Linked DNA regions of Mus musculus: all the other regions are linked to region 4. The links are chromatin contacts, called in public HiChIP or PLAC-seq and promoter capture Hi-C maps. All regions are on one chromosome and are shown on one strand. The core of a region is the stretch at or near the end of the contact, and the rest is flanking DNA. Distances in the headings are between cores, read along the strand shown. Region 1 holds the start of Cnppd1 (cyclin Pas1/PHO80 domain containing 1). Region 2 holds the start of Atg9a (autophagy related 9A). Region 3 holds the start of Slc4a3 (solute carrier family 4 (anion exchanger), member 3). Region 4 holds the start of Stk36 (serine/threonine kinase 36). Region 5 holds the start of Nhej1 (non-homologous end joining factor 1).

Region 1 (2,700 bases), core at 52-2,551, 540 kb after region 4:
TCTCACCATGAAGTCTTGGAAACCGGTGAGGGAGAAGGCGCCTTCTTCGTCCAGCAGGAGCCCAGTCAGGTCCATCGCACTGTCAGCCGCCACCCTGCGAAGGTGGAGGGAAAGGGAAGGAATCGTAAGTGACCCCAGAGCCGTGCTCACCCGTTGGCCCACCTCTCCCGAAAGGGCCACCGCCCGACTGCGCGCAGCCTCCTCCCTTCTCGCAGGCGGCCGTGGGACGCCTCTTCCTGTTCCGCGTGCGACTGGGCCTCCCGGCGCCCGACGACAGGCGCGGCGCTCACCAGGCGAACCAGGAGGTACGAGGGCCAGCAGTGTTCTCAGCCCGTGCCGCGTTCGCTAGGCGTTTATAAGCTGCGGGAGTGAGTGTCACCGACGAGTCTGCGCGCCCGGCAGGAAGTGCCTCCTGCCTTGCCCAACCTGAGAGCTCCGGGTCTCCGGAGCTATGAGCACCGGGGGCAATTGTAATACGGTTCCCAGGGGACCGCGACACACCAAGGGTGAACGCGCTGACCAGGCTTTGTAGTCGTGGTACAGATAGTAACGAGCCTAACACAAAGGCAACGCGGCGAGTTGTTTCCTGGGTTTTAGGGAAGACGCACTCAATCAGCAATGCCCAGGAAAGATGAACAAGAAACTTACCGTAGGTGGGAGAACTGTGAACAAGGTGGGAGGGAATCTGTTGAATCTTTATGCCCCTTAGAAGTTTGAAACTGTAACACTCGAATACATACTGTATTCTGTATGGTTACTCCAGCAATTAAATGATCTCAAAAGATATAAAGCCTCAATGTACGATGTTAAACAGGTCTCCCCAAAGCAAACAGCGCCTGGATGTTTTATTTCCAAACACTCCTTCCACACAATTTGCGGCTGAGAGATTTTGGGAAGAGAGAGGGCCGACGCTCCAAGAAGGAAGAAACAACTTTTCGAAGTTGGTGAAGCTGCTTTGAAGTCATTAAAGTCACGCGCTGGTGTTTGTTTATCCGCTGAGGGGAGGGGACTGGAGGCGAAGAGGGTTGAGTAATGGGGATGGCACCGCCCTTCCCGATCCCAAGCAGATTGTAGTCAAGATCCTGGGGGCCTGAAAGCCCACTCACTGCCTCTGGGCAGTGCCTCACGCGACAAAGAGGTCTCCAGCCGCCCTGTAAACACCGGGAGAAGACCTCAGGCCTCGCAGCCTCAACGCCCGCCCCGGATCACCCCTCCAGCACCCTGGAAGCACACCTTCGTGGGTGCAGGATCACGACAGCGGCCAACGCGCACGCGCGGGCGTCCCATCCGGGCTGTTAGGGCACGTCACGTGGCATCGCGCTTCATCACGTGACGCTTGACCGCAGGTTTTTTTGCTCGCCCGTGCGTGCGCCCCCTTCCGTCTGACGCGCCCCCGGCGGCGGCCGCGCAGCCCTGGCTCCTCGCGGGCTCGGGCAGCGGCTGCGGCGCGGTGATGGCGAGCAGCGGTGGCGGTAACACCGGCGCGGGTGGCACCTCGGGGCTGGGCCTGGGCCTGGGGCTGAGCCTCGGCATGGGTGAGGCCACTGGCGACGCGGAGGAGGAGGCGGCCGCAGCCGAGGCAGTGGGACGTTTAGCTACGTCCCTGTGGCTGCGGCTCCGCGGCTGGGAGGCGGTGCTGGCGGCCGCACAGCGACTGCTGGTTTGGGAGAAGCCGCTGCACAGCCTGGTCACGGCGGCCACACTCAACGGCCTCTTCTGGTAACGGCCACGGAGGAGGGGGCGGGGCCGGGCTGCGCGGGAGAGCGGGGGCGGGAGGACCGGGTGCTCCCTCCCTTGGAGGGCTGTCAGCGTCTGGGGCGGTGATCCTGCACCAGGTGGCCCCATTTTTTAGTCTCTTAGTGACTGGGTGAGGCTTAGAGGGCCATCTCCCCATCCATGGGTCTTTCTGTGATTTTCGATGGATTTGGGAGCCTCAACTGAGATGCCTGTCTCCCTAAGGTTGTTGTCTTCGTCGTCCCTCCGGCCCTTCTTCCTGCTCAGCATCTCACTTTTGACCTATTTTCTACTGGATCTCTGGCATCCTCGCTTTCTCCCTGACGTTTCAGGTGAGTTTCTTCATTCCACATGCACTGTATGCACCTGCTCCGTGCATCACCCTGCTACTTGAGGGGAGGCACAGGAAGGCCATTTATCTCCTAAGGCATCCTGTATGCCCTTCCATCGTTTTTTTTTTTTTTTTTTTTTTTTTTAAGAAAATTGCCTGAAATGAGAATTGTTTCTTTTCCAAAATTAATGTTCTTGTGAGTTTAGTAGTCAAAACTATATAGCATTTAAAGCTGGGTTCAGAAACAGCATATCGTACACCTTGTAGTTGGTGGGTAAAGGGAATGCTCTGGACTTCACATAGTGGTTCAGGCCTGGAAGCGAGAGACAGAGGGATTACTGAAAAATTGAGACCAAGAATGTTAAAGAGAGGCAGCTCTTTCTGACTTTGGATCTGTCTCTAAGTGCTTCTTGTATTCTTAACTTACCCCACACCCTTTTCTCCATAGCACCACCCCCTGAAGAACCACACTCTGACAGGTGAGTATAGGCCACCTTTTAAAGAAGATGCCCAAATGTGGTCTGCTTGCTGTGCTCAGCTCAAAGAGGAGCAGGGCTGTGGCTTGTGCAGGCATAGGCCCAGTGTAATGAAGGGACTTACAGCAAGCAAAAGTATGCCTGGCTCTAGGCTTCTTT
Region 2 (2,700 bases), core at 94-2,593, 590 kb after region 4:
CTGCCCCTCTGGTATGGGGTGAGTTGTTTCATTTTCTGTCCAATGAAGAGAAAGTTTCCTCCCCTGCCCCTCCTGGAAACCCTGGTCTCTCTAGAGACTAACAGTTTGAAAGCATGTTTTTGTAAACAAAGGTTTAAGATAAGCACATGGTCCTACCAGCTCCATGGACAGTTTCTGCTACACGTCAGTCCTGGGTGCCCTGGTTGGACAGCTGCTGGAGGAAAAGGTGTCAGGCTTCAAAGAATGGAGAGTTGGGACAGAAAAAAATCCAACCCTCCCACCGGTCCAAGCCCCCACTAAGGAGGGCAGAGAGATGGGGAAGAGACACTTTGCCAGTTGTGTCAGATGTCCCCTGTTGTTCTATGTAGAACCATTCATCTACTTTGAGGATACCAGGGAGTAACTAAACTCTCTGACCCAGTGCAGAGTGAGTCAGTACAGGTCCGAATCCAAACAGCCCTTTGGGACTGTTTTACCTCTGGTCTACCTCAACTTTAGAAATCAGACATGCTTTTCGGGGTCCAGAAAACCCCGAATGGGAGTCTTCTCAAGATTTTTCTGGACAATCCCTTCTGCTTCCCTAGCATCAGAGACGTAGGCAGGCATGGCTTTTGGATCAGAATTTTCCAGTCCATGTAGACTCCGGATCCCGCTTGAATAAGTGGGTTCCCTGGGTGCCTAGTGCCAGGTGGGGTCAAGGTGGTATGGTATACTCCCAATCAGTAAAGACTCTGGGGATGGTGGATCTTGGTCCGACCTGGTCCCAGAGGGAGTCCCTTGGTTAATAATAAGAGGTGTGTGCCTCTGGAAACACACTCACCTGGTCAGTGTAGACCCAGGGCCCATGGATCTCCCCAGGAAGGGCCTGTGCCCAGGGGTGTCTGTGGATGGTGGAGGGGTCGAGCCAGATCTACAGCTGAAATCCCTGGTGGGCTGGGATGCCTCCCCAATCCCAGCCACCTAGACCTGAGCACAGGGCGCCCCAGGGTCGCCCGGCCCCAGGCCGGGGGCTAGGCTCCCAACAGCGGACAACCCGGCGCGCGGCCCCGGCGCACGCGCGCTCCCCTGGCCGCGCGCGCCCTCTATCAAAACATTCTAGCTGCGCGCCCCCGGCCCGCCCGCCGCTCCCCTGCCCCCGTTACGCATTACAAGCTCACTTGGGGCTCAGTGGGCATCCCTGGCCAGCTTGGGCCTGGGTCTGGAGATTCCAGTTACCAGCCTCGCGTGTCACCGCAGGAACCGGGATCCAGGGGATTCCAGAAGCCGGGTCTGTTCTGCTGGGCTCTGCCAGACCCGGAGCTCTAGGCCCTCCGTCTGTCATTCACTGTCACCCGCAGCCAGTCTGGCCAATGAAAAAAGTGGGTGGAGACATGGTGGCCAATTCTTAGCCCAGGGGGCAGGACGGAAGGCTGAAGGCGGGTCTTGGAGAGCAGAAGACCAATAGTGTGCTCTACGTGATGAGGGGCTGGGCTACGGGCGCGGCAGTGTGTCCCCTTCGCCTCTCCGTAGCCGCCGAATTGTTGTGGTGTTGCAGAAATCCAGTTTTCGAACGTGGTCTTGCGTGTGGCTCGGCTCTCGGGACATTAGGGGAGGCTTCTGAGGGAGGGTCGAGTGACGAGGCTTGGTGTCGGTGCTAGTAGTTCCGTTGGGTAGACTCTGACTGGTAACTCCTGGACTCGAATTGGGTCTTGGTGCTCTCCATTTCACTCCTGAAGATCCTCACGTATTTACCGCAGAACTGATTTGTGGGAGCGGGTAAAGGCTGAAGGGCATTTCTGCGTGGGGATGGCCAAACCGGCTGGCGATGCGGCAGTAGGATCTCGTTCTGGAGAGTTGTTTCTGCCCTCCGTTTCTTCTTCAGCCACGTCGCCAGCTCCAAGTGCAGCCTCAGCCCCTGCCTCCGTTTCCCTGTTGTCCCTCAACGGGGAAGCTCCACTCATTCGGGGCCTGAGCCTGGTGAGCCAAGCTCCTGGGGAGGCTCTGGCCTGGGCGCCGCGTACTTCCTGTCCAGGTATCCGGGTTGCTTTGGGGTGGACCTATGAGGAACGTCACAGGGTTCCGTGAAGTCTATTAACACGGAAGACTTACATCGTGATTTCCCAATTTAGGAATCCACACTGACTTTATGTTGGTCGGCTTTTTCTTTCCTCAATATATTTCAGCCTTGGGTTGTTTATACAGGGCTGGCCCATAAATTGTCACCATAAAGGTTTCTAGCTATTGTTTATATCTCGTTACATTAATACCACTGCTTTTAAAACACCTTTCCTAGGTCTATTTCAAATCGAAGTAGACTCCAGTCAGATATATTCCCTTTTGCTAAATATAGAATAATTTACTGATTTTCTACACTAGTTTGTCTTCGGCTGTGTTTTCTTGCACTTTTTTAGGTTGTCCACTGCAACTGGGAGTTATAAGATGTGAACATCCATTTAGGAACTGGTTTTATATGGTTAAAAATAAATTTAATCTGGGAGTTGTTAATACCCACCTGTAACCCTAGCACTTAGGAATCTGAGGCAAGAAGGAGACGTGGGACTTTAAGAAAAACCTAGACTGTACAGTGTACAGGTCTGGATTCCATCCCCAGTGCGGCAGAAGTATTTTAGGGCTTACTAGGAAGGGGGCTAAAGGGACCTTTCAGACACTGTGATGTACACCTTTCCTAGGTTTTGGTTAGGTATCAAGATGTGATAAAGA
Region 3 (2,700 bases), core at 24-2,523, 950 kb after region 4:
TATGTAGCGCTGGCTGGCTGGAACTCAGTGTGTAGACCAGGTTTTGCCTTGAACCCCTAGAGACTACTCAGCCTTTTTCGTTTGTTTTTGTTTTTCGAGACAGGGTTTCTCTGTGTAGCCCTGGCTGTCCTGGAACTCACTCTGTAGACCAGGCTGGCCTCGAACTCAGAAATCCGCCTGCCTCTGCCTCCAAAGTGTGGATATTAAAGGCGTGTGCCACCACTGCCAGGCTCTCAGCCTTTTAAGCGATGGAATTAAAGCCGGGTACCTCCATGCCCAGCTCTCAGAAGATCCATCTTAGTTGTGGCAGGATCATTTCTCTGGCCTGGGGATCCTGAACTGTTTGAACTGATTGTAGATGGGATGCGACCAGCTGCTTCAAGCAATCCCCAGGGCTCTGTGTGTACACTCTTCCCTTGGGTAGGGCTGAGATCTCGCAGCGCAGGGGTCAGAGCAGCTTCTACTTTGTACATGCTTCTCTCCCCTCCTTCCCACCCCACCTTCTGCTGACCCCCAGTTCTTCTCCCTTTGTTTGTTCTAAGGTGTAGGGGTCTGGCTTAAACGGACTGTCATTCAGGGCTTTTATGAGCATGGGTTATTCTAGATGCCCAGTTTCAGAGACTCAGAGAACACTGGGGGTGGGGGGTGGGGGTGTCCAGGTGCCCTTTGCGAACATCTCTCTGACCTTGGAAAGTGAGATAGGTCCTCCACGGTTGGAGGAGCAGGGGCGGGATTCGGGTGGAGGAACAGTGAGAGCTTAGCCACAGGATTTTAGAGTGGTTGGCCCAATTGGAATGCCCCTGTTTCAGCTGCCTCTGGCTACTGATGGGTAGATAATGTGCCAAGGTCAAATGGTGGGTGGCGCCCAGCGCCAGAAGCCAGCCTTTGAAGGGCATCAGTTGAGCTGAGGCTGGAGGTGTTGAGGGCAATGGCTTTCAGGGGTCTCTGATCTCGTGTCCAAGCTGGAGAGGCTTGTATGTGCGAAGAGGGTCTCCTCCAGGGCTCCTGAGGGAAAGGGAGGGGTGGCTAAAAGCAAGGTGGAGGAGTGTGTTTGAGGGATTGTGGGAATTTAGGGCCGTGCACCCGCCCCTCCTCCCCCCCCCCCGCAATGCGTGGGGCGCCTGGAGAGGGGTCTTGCGGGCAGGTGGGATCCTGCGGGGACCCGAGCGCGGGGCCCACGCTGGCCTGGTCGGGGTAAGTCAGGGATCGTCCACTCCCATTGTGCGGCCGGGCGGCGGCGGGCTGGCACAGCCGAGCGCTAGGAGGTGGAGCCGTGGACTGCAGGCTCCGGCGCCTGCGTCCGCCTGGCCGGGCTCTGCGCGGCGAGAGGCCGGACGGGAACCCGGCAGCCGCGCCCCGGAGCTTGCGGGGAGGGACATGGGGCGCGGCGGCTCTCCCAAGCCCCGCAGGTTCCGGAGCCCGGAGGTACTTAAGGGCAAGGCGTGGGCGCCGGGCCGGGTAGGGACAGCGGACTAACATGGACCGGGTTGGGCCTCGGAAGGGAGAGCGGGCTGGGCACCGGGATGGAGCACCCCGGAGGGGGCCCACCAGCGCAATTTCTGACCCCGCCCTCCTTCCTCAAGGCTCCCCAAGAGGTCTCTGCAGCGCCCCCTTCTTCTCACCCAGGGTTTGGGTCCCATAGTGATTGAGAGACTCCTAAGTCTTCAGTCTTCAGCCCTGCCATGGCTAATGGGGTGATCCCGCCGCCCGGGGGCGCCTCCCCCCTACCCCAGGTGACTGATGCGTGGGGGTGGGGTGGGGGAGGAGGGGCAGGATGGGCGGGGTGTCCTCTGGATGACCCTGGGACCACCAGATCCAGATGTAGAGCTGTATTGGTAGTGTAGAGGAATAGGGGGTCTTCGGTATTTCATGCACTTGTGGCTGGTGCTCCCACAACCTGGGGGGAAGCCCTCAGAGGGTGTTTTGGGGATGTTGATGCAGGCAAGGGTGAAGGTGTTGGGAAGGCCCTTGAAGTATGGAGTTGGGGTTGGGTGGGGAGTGTTCATGAACTAGGGGTCCTTAGGAGAGGCTATCTGGCCTGCAGGTCCGGGTGCCCTTGGAGGAGCCCCCTCTGGGTCCAGATGTAGAAGAGGAAGATGATGACTTGGGCAAGACCTTGGCTGTGAGCAGGTTTGGGGACCTCATCAGCAAGACCCCGGCCTGGGACCCCGAGAAGCCTAGCCGCAGCTACAGCGAGCGGGACTTTGAGTGTGGGTAGCCTGGGGACCCCTAGCACCCCAGCCTTCACCACCATCACCTTCATCGCCACCATTACTGCGCTCACCTCCGGCTTGATCACTCAGTGTCATCCTGTGCTGGACGCTGTGCTGGGCCACCATGCCATGTTAAGTCATCCTGCCTCTCATACCATCATCACCTTGTTCACCTGTCAGGGGAGATGTAGGGGAGATGCGCCTGAGGTCTCTCTCAGTGACCTTCATCGTGCACTGGGTCCCACTCACCCTCTGCCCCACTGTGTTTCCTGATGTGTCTTCCCTCAGCTTCTCTCTTTCTTCGGTACCACATCTCCCGACTCCCCTTTGCGACTTTCTCTCTATGTCACTCTTGTCCCCACTCCACCTGGCCTCACCAATGACAGGAGCAGGGATGCATAGTTGGGAGGGGTGTCCTGGCTCTAGAAGAAAGACTGGGGGTGCCTTTGTTTTAGATCTCACGCTAGAATAAGGTGTGAACTCCTTG
Region 4 (2,840 bases), core at 149-2,648:
CACAGCCCTACCCAGGTGATATGAAACCTGTATCCACTTTCTTATACATTTCCTCTCCATCTAGAGGAAGCACACCCCAGTATCATTTCTATAGTGATGGTTATTATTAGCATTCTTCTTAAAGCTTATTTTACTACTACTACTACTACTACTACTACTACTACTACTACTACTACTACTACTAAAAGACATTCTGGCTGCTATAGACCAATGCAGCCACTGCTACTCTGTCATGGCTCAGGTGTCCCTTCATAATCTTAGAAGTCACTCACAACAGTGAAAAGCACTAGTCTGGCTGGGCTCCCTAAACCAACGGAACACAGAGGTGCAGTCTCAGTTAAGACTTCCTTCAGTACTTTGCCCACCTTAGGTCACCTGAGCCTTGGATGTAAGATACAGACCTAAATGTAAATAAGGTCATAGGTTACAGGTGGAGGTGGGGGTGGGGTGGGGATGGGGGTCCGAAATAGGCTGTCCTAATACTAACAGTATAAGGCCTTAACTCAGACAGATGTCCTTTGGTCTCTTGAGGTTTTATACTTCAGCAATTAATGAAAAGCAGGCCTATGGATATTACGAATCCATGGTGATCCATCTTCCCAACTACTCTATGAGGTAATGCCACACCCACTTTTTTTTTTTTTTAATAGCTGACACTGACTCGCAGGAGCTAGCTGGTTTGGTCAGCATCACATCAAGCTAATTAAATATGGAGTGAGCACATTTTTATCTTATGTCCAAAACCCAAAGTCTTTAAAGGCTTTTGGTTTCTTATTAAGAATGCTCGAGAGAATAGGAGAGCTTATGAGGGGAGTAAGGCTTTTCTGACAATAGTTATTAGTGCTATCAGGAATATGGGAAGATTGAGGAACGCGTAGGCAGAAATGGACTGGTCCAAGGGGCAGGATCCTAGGGGCACGAGGAGGGCGTCCGTTCCGAGAGGCGGGAGGTGTGATGAGAAGCCATCCTCCAGGGCCCAGAAAAATCACATCAGGGAGAAGTGGGGAGGGGTAGGCCCGTAGTAGGGAGCAATGGGGTCGATAAGGCGTGGGCCCAGCTGGCAAGGCCGCCGTAGACCCAGTCCCTTCTCAGATCAGCGTCCCTCCTCCCTCCGTTCCCGGTCCAGTAGCTCGCCTACGAAAGGATGTCTCTTCTATCCCTCGCCCCTTGATCCACCCTTTATGCCCGTGGTTCGGACGGTCCGAAGCTGTTGCTAGTTCCCGGCACCAGATCCAGGCAGCCAGCCAAAACCTATGACCCAAAGTTACCAGTCCTCTTCCCCAGCAGCTGTCGACGCAGACGCCGCCATGTCTTCTCCGGCTCTTGGCCGGAACCGGAAACACCTTTTGGGAAGTTAGAGGCGGAAAACTAGGGCGGGGCGGAGTAAAAGAAAGCTGACGCCGTTTCTAGGCAACTGAAGACTCTAGATCCTTTGTGGGGCCTGCTAGCCAAGCGACAGAAGTGCCCTACAAAGTGCCAATGGGCGGTTCGCATCTGTCACACACCTCTGAGAGCTTTGTCCTTTAAACTTCTAATCAGTTCCAGGGAGTAAAACTGGTAAGAGTGGGGAAACTAACGAGAGCATCAATGAGGAATGGAGAAAAGTAACGCAGGCAGCTGGGAGGCCCCGAGCAACTAGCCTGAACTCAGCCTGGGGAGCTTGGAGCGTCTAGACTGGGAGCAAGTTAGGGGACCTCTGCTCGGGGCCAGAGTGGCGGTGCTGGGCAAGCTGAGGGTGTCAGGAACCTGGGAGAGTATAGAAGGAGCGTGTGAGCATCGCTGGTGGAGAGGGGAAAGGGAACACCGGTGTGCTATGGGCACCTAACCTGGGTGGGGAGGTGGGGGTGGGGCTGGAGACACTAAGACCTGATCATCTTTCCACCCTGGTCATGATTTTGAGGCCTTGGTTATTGTGAAAAATAGAACAAAGCAAGGTTGATAACGTGTATCTTTCTCCCATGTTATGAGCCAGGCCTCCCAGATGTGTGGAACTACCCCTGGATCTATAGCTCTTTGTCACCGTCTTCTTTCTACCTTCTGAGAGACCCCGAAACCCTTGCCATGGAAAAGTACCACGTTTTGGAGATGATTGGAGAAGGCTCTTTTGGGAGAGTGTATAAGGGCCGAAAAAAATACAGTGCTCAGGTAGTAGACAAGGATATCTTTTAAATGGGATTTGGTGACCCACGTGTCCAGTAAAAACGTGGGACAGAAGGGCTGCACGGTGTTTATTTCTAGACCCTGACACCAGCATACTTCCTAGGGTATACAGGCCCAGAAATTTGACTTCTTGGAATCAGATCCCAGCCTTAGAACTAGGAACAAACTACCTAACATCCCATGCTTCCATTTCCCAAACAGTACAATGGAGGAATATTGATAGGGTCTGAGGATCAAATGTGTTTCACACTTAATCACTTAATACAATGCCTGACACCTACTGAATGACAAAAATGATCACTGTTCTTTGTATTACCTAAGAAAAGATAACACCTTGAAATCTGGTCTTCCATCTTTACCTTTTCCTTCTCCTTTCCCCAAATCTCACGCTGAGTCCTTTGCTTAGGTCAGAAAACCTCTCCCAGAGTCCCATCAAAGGAATCTATTTGCCAGTAACTGTTTCCCTTTAGTGATGGGCTGACAAAGCCAGAGTACATCCATAGTACCCGGGGGGGGGGGGGGGTTGAGGTGGGGGGTAAGTATGTGTTCACATTTATACTAAGAGTTGATCAAGAAGTATAAGTCTTGAGTTGTGGAGCTCTAAGATAAAGCTTGAAATATTTGCACAGAGAGAGAGAGAGAGAGAGAGAGCACACCAGTGAGTTTTATTGGGGTTTCTT
Region 5 (2,700 bases), core at 51-2,550, 520 kb after region 4:
ATGGTGGTTATTTGCAGCCACCTTGAAACGCTGTGTGTGGAGATGGTTATTTGTATCCTGGGCTGTTCCAACAGGATAAACTGGTCTCAGAATGATTAAAGAGTCTTCACTGGGCAAGAGTTTACACTGGGAAAGATTAGACATACAAATGAAGTTGCCAAACCCTCTAATTTCCCTTATAGGCACATCCTGGCATGCACTCTGAAACTCACCAAAATTGAGCTTATTGGCCTAACTGGTTCCGAAGGTCAAAACCCACAAGTCGATGGTTTTGTCTGAATGGGAGGAAGCTGTTTTAATGTGGCCAGGGACAGCTGGCCCTATAAAAATGTCTAAACATCCAGTCTGGCTGCTCCTACCACTCAGCCTGGTCTTGAGGTAAGTATAACTCAGTGAGTCAGGCATGATGGGGCATGCCTGTAATCCTAGCACACAGGAGGCTGAGGCAGGAGGATCTTGATTTGGAAGCCAACCTGGACAACATAGCAAGAGACTTTCAAAACAAAACAAAGTGGTAGAACGGACTGGGGCCTGAGACTGTTCACAGCATGGAGGGAGAAGGAATCTAAGTCCTCTGGGGTTTGACTCCCCGCCCCACACTCCGCAAATTGGTCTTCCATGATCACGTTAACCAACCTCGCGGGTTTAATTTGTCTTTTAAAGGAGAGACTGTGAAGTTGCACGACATTCTACCACTCGGGTTCCTCTCCCAGGGATAGTTCCTAAAATACCCTGCAGGGGGCAGTAAGGTCCTACAGACCATCTGTCGAGCCCACGCCCTGTGCCACCAAAGAGGGCAAACCTTAGGCCCTGCCGCCAAAGGTCACACGCCCCGCCCTCGAGCGCCCTAGGCGTCCATCTGCCCCCCCAACCCCCGCTAGAACTTTGTCGCCCGCCTCTCATTTTTACAGCATCCGCTGCACACAGTTACGGCTCAGGGCCCCAAAGGGGAACAAAACTAATTCATCCCAGCGGGCCAAACACGAAGCCTGCTAAGGAGGGGCTTCACACGACACACTAAAAGGCAGAGGCCGAAAACGGACTGCGCGTGCGCAGGTCCGCCCACTCCGGGAGGTCCAAAGTCGGGCTGCGCGCGGTCCCTTCTGGGAAAAAGCGCCCGGGTCAGGGGCCACTGCACGAGTTTATCTTTGCTTTTCGGCGTCCGGACAGACCCAGATCTCGGCGCCGACACGAAACCAACCCCACCTACCGTCAACGGCTGCGGGAACTCCCACCCTCCTCAAGGCGGGCCTGTCCTGGTGCGCAAACTGAGAGGCCACCCCCCCACACACAACACACTCAGGAAGGCGGGGTCTTGGGTGTGGGCGGAGCCAGGGCCCTGGTGGGCGGGGCCCGAACCTCACTTGTTAACGCCACTCGCAACTCTGCTGCTTTCCTAATTCCTTTCCTGTTGCCCTAAGTTGAAACGAAATACTACTTCTCTCTTGCCTCTTCATCTTTTTTTTATCTGCTTTACATTTTAGTTACTTATTTAAATCTTAAATGCAGGGAGAGGGCAGGGACCCTGTCGTATTCATATCCGTGGATGTAGGACCTTGCTCATGGCAAAGAGTAAATATTTGAATGCTAGAGTTCATTCAAGAAGCCTTGACAGTTTACAGGCAGAAATCTCATTTATTCAGTTCCAACCCGCTAAACCATGGCCTCTGCTCAAGTCTTAAGAGGAGGAAAGGCAGCCCATTTTGCAAGTGGGCCACATCCACCTCCACTGGGACAAAGTATACAGACTCCAGCAAGGTGGCAGTTACTGCTAAACTAAGACAAAAATGGTGGTCTTGATGATTACTGGGACCTAACCCCTTCTCTGCTAGCTGTGGAGTACGATTCCCCAGAGTTAGGCAACAAGTCGGCTCTCTCTCCTGTTTTAGAGGATCCTCCTTCATCCCCAGAGTCTTCAGGCATTGGACAGAGGCAGTGGAGAGGCTGTGGGATGCAGGAACACAGGTTTCTGATGGGTAAAGGAAGCCCATACTCTTGAGCAGCTTTCCTCCTGGATTGCTGAAGCATTTGAATTTCTTGGGCAGTGAAAGAAGTTGGCAGCCTCTGACCTAAGCCTCTCTCAGCCCGTGTACCTGTAAAAGAGGGGTGATCAGGATGGAGAGATAGCTCTTAGGAGCTGGTACTGCTCTTACAGAGGACCCAAGTTCCAAGTCCCAGCACCCATGCCGGATGGCTCACAACTGCCCGAATCTCCAGGTCTGGGAGGATCTACCATCACTGATCTCTACATTTTATGAATGCAAATATCCAAAGACACACATACACACATATGCATAATTTAAAATGAAAATTAAGGTTTTTTTTTTAAGTGAAAAATAAGTAAAGGTCACTGCCCTGCCCAACCTAGGGAGTAGTGACTACCTAGCCACTCCCCTGGGACCTGGTCTCAACTTACCAGATATAGTGTTTTCTAGGAGAAAGCCCAGTAGACCAGCTAAGAAAATGGGTTCTGCCAGCAAAGAACGAAGAAACATATCCAGGGGGCTCCAGCCTACAAAGGGTTGGGGCCAGGCAGGAAGGTAACTGATACTGTCCCAGGCAATGAGTCTTCCCTTTCAGACGTAAACTGCATCTCAAACCAGGGACACATCTCACTAGGCTGCCATTCCATCCCATCTACCTTTTCCCTCTACACACTCCATTCCCCACACTCAGGCCCTGCCCAGATTCCTTTCTCAG

The links. Promoter capture Hi-C pulls out the DNA fragments that hold promoters and counts their contacts. HiChIP or PLAC-seq counts read pairs in DNA pulled down with a chosen protein or histone mark.
Region 1: a promoter capture Hi-C map of liver shows a contact between it and region 4, with 2.5 times the contacts expected there. The contact joins the promoter of Cnppd1 here to the promoter of Stk36 in region 4. A contact is called at or near these places in 7 of 39 promoter capture datasets (the 3T3-L1 cell line, the C10 cell line, cranial neural crest and 3 more), 1 of 484 Hi-C or Micro-C datasets (cortical neurons), 3 of 115 datasets of contacts at active chromatin or transcription factors (bone marrow-derived dendritic cells and bone marrow-derived macrophages) and 3 of 9 other capture datasets (adipose tissue, liver and pancreatic islet).
Region 2: a contact with region 4 is called in an H3K4me3 HiChIP or PLAC-seq map of bone marrow-derived macrophages, with 4 times the contacts expected there. The contact joins the promoter of Atg9a here to the promoter of Stk36 in region 4. A contact is called at or near these places in 5 of 39 promoter capture datasets (cranial neural crest, liver, neural stem cells and 1 more), 1 of 484 Hi-C or Micro-C datasets (embryonic stem cells), 4 of 115 datasets of contacts at active chromatin or transcription factors (bone marrow-derived macrophages, effector CD8 T cells and large pre-B cells) and 2 of 9 other capture datasets (adipose tissue and liver).
Region 3: a contact with region 4 is called in an H3K4me3 HiChIP or PLAC-seq map of bone marrow-derived macrophages, with 3 times the contacts expected there. The contact joins the promoter of Slc4a3 here to the promoter of Stk36 in region 4. A contact is called at or near these places in 1 of 39 promoter capture datasets (pre-B cells), 1 of 115 datasets of contacts at active chromatin or transcription factors (bone marrow-derived macrophages) and 1 of 9 other capture datasets (liver).
Region 5: a contact with region 4 is called in an H3K4me3 HiChIP or PLAC-seq map of bone marrow-derived macrophages, with 4 times the contacts expected there. The contact joins the promoter of Nhej1 here to the promoter of Stk36 in region 4. A contact is called at or near these places in 2 of 39 promoter capture datasets (erythroid cells and liver), 1 of 484 Hi-C or Micro-C datasets (cortical neurons), 2 of 115 datasets of contacts at active chromatin or transcription factors (bone marrow-derived macrophages and large pre-B cells) and 3 of 9 other capture datasets (adipose tissue, embryonic stem cells and pancreatic islet).

What each region holds. Positions count from the first base shown.
Region 1 is chr1:75,141,410-75,144,109 of GRCm38.p6, forward strand. It overlaps Cnppd1 (cyclin Pas1/PHO80 domain containing 1), which reads right to left and starts at 1,302. Exons shown (of 10, transcript NM_026977.3): 1 at 1,234-1,302; 2 at 649-1,151; 3 at 7-94. The coding sequence starts at 75. Retreg2 (reticulophagy regulator family member 2) reads left to right here and starts at 1,377. Exons shown (of 9, transcript NM_170755.2): 1 at 1,377-1,719; 2 at 1,960-2,066; 3 at 2,514-2,544. The coding sequence starts at 1,454.
Region 2 is chr1:75,190,667-75,193,366 of GRCm38.p6, forward strand. It overlaps Atg9a (autophagy related 9A), which reads right to left and starts at 1,344. Exons shown (of 16, transcript NM_001288612.1): 1 at 1,158-1,344; 2 at 157-214. Ankzf1 (ankyrin repeat and zinc finger domain containing 1) reads left to right here and starts at 1,494. Exons shown (of 13, transcript NM_026187.5): 1 at 1,494-2,011. The coding sequence starts at 1,786.
Region 3 is chr1:75,545,189-75,547,888 of GRCm38.p6, forward strand. It overlaps Slc4a3 (solute carrier family 4 (anion exchanger), member 3), which reads left to right and starts at 1,274. Exons shown (of 23, transcript NM_001357150.1): 1 at 1,274-1,425; 2 at 1,584-1,733; 3 at 2,045-2,210. The coding sequence starts at 1,683.
Region 4 is chr1:74,600,057-74,602,896 of GRCm38.p6, forward strand. It overlaps Stk36 (serine/threonine kinase 36), which reads left to right and starts at 1,399. Exons shown (of 27, transcript NM_175031.3): 1 at 1,399-1,557; 2 at 1,973-2,145. The coding sequence starts at 2,062. Rnf25 (ring finger protein 25) reads right to left here and starts at 1,341. Exons shown (of 10, transcript NM_021313.3): 1 at 1,269-1,341. The coding sequence starts at 1,309.
Region 5 is chr1:75,123,926-75,126,625 of GRCm38.p6, forward strand. It overlaps Nhej1 (non-homologous end joining factor 1), which reads right to left and starts at 1,301. Exons shown (of 9, transcript NM_029342.4): 1 at 1,211-1,301. It overlaps Slc23a3 (solute carrier family 23 (nucleobase transporters), member 3), which reads right to left. Exons shown (of 12, transcript NM_194333.3): 11 at 2,417-2,512; 12 at 1,616-2,093. The coding sequence ends at 1,804.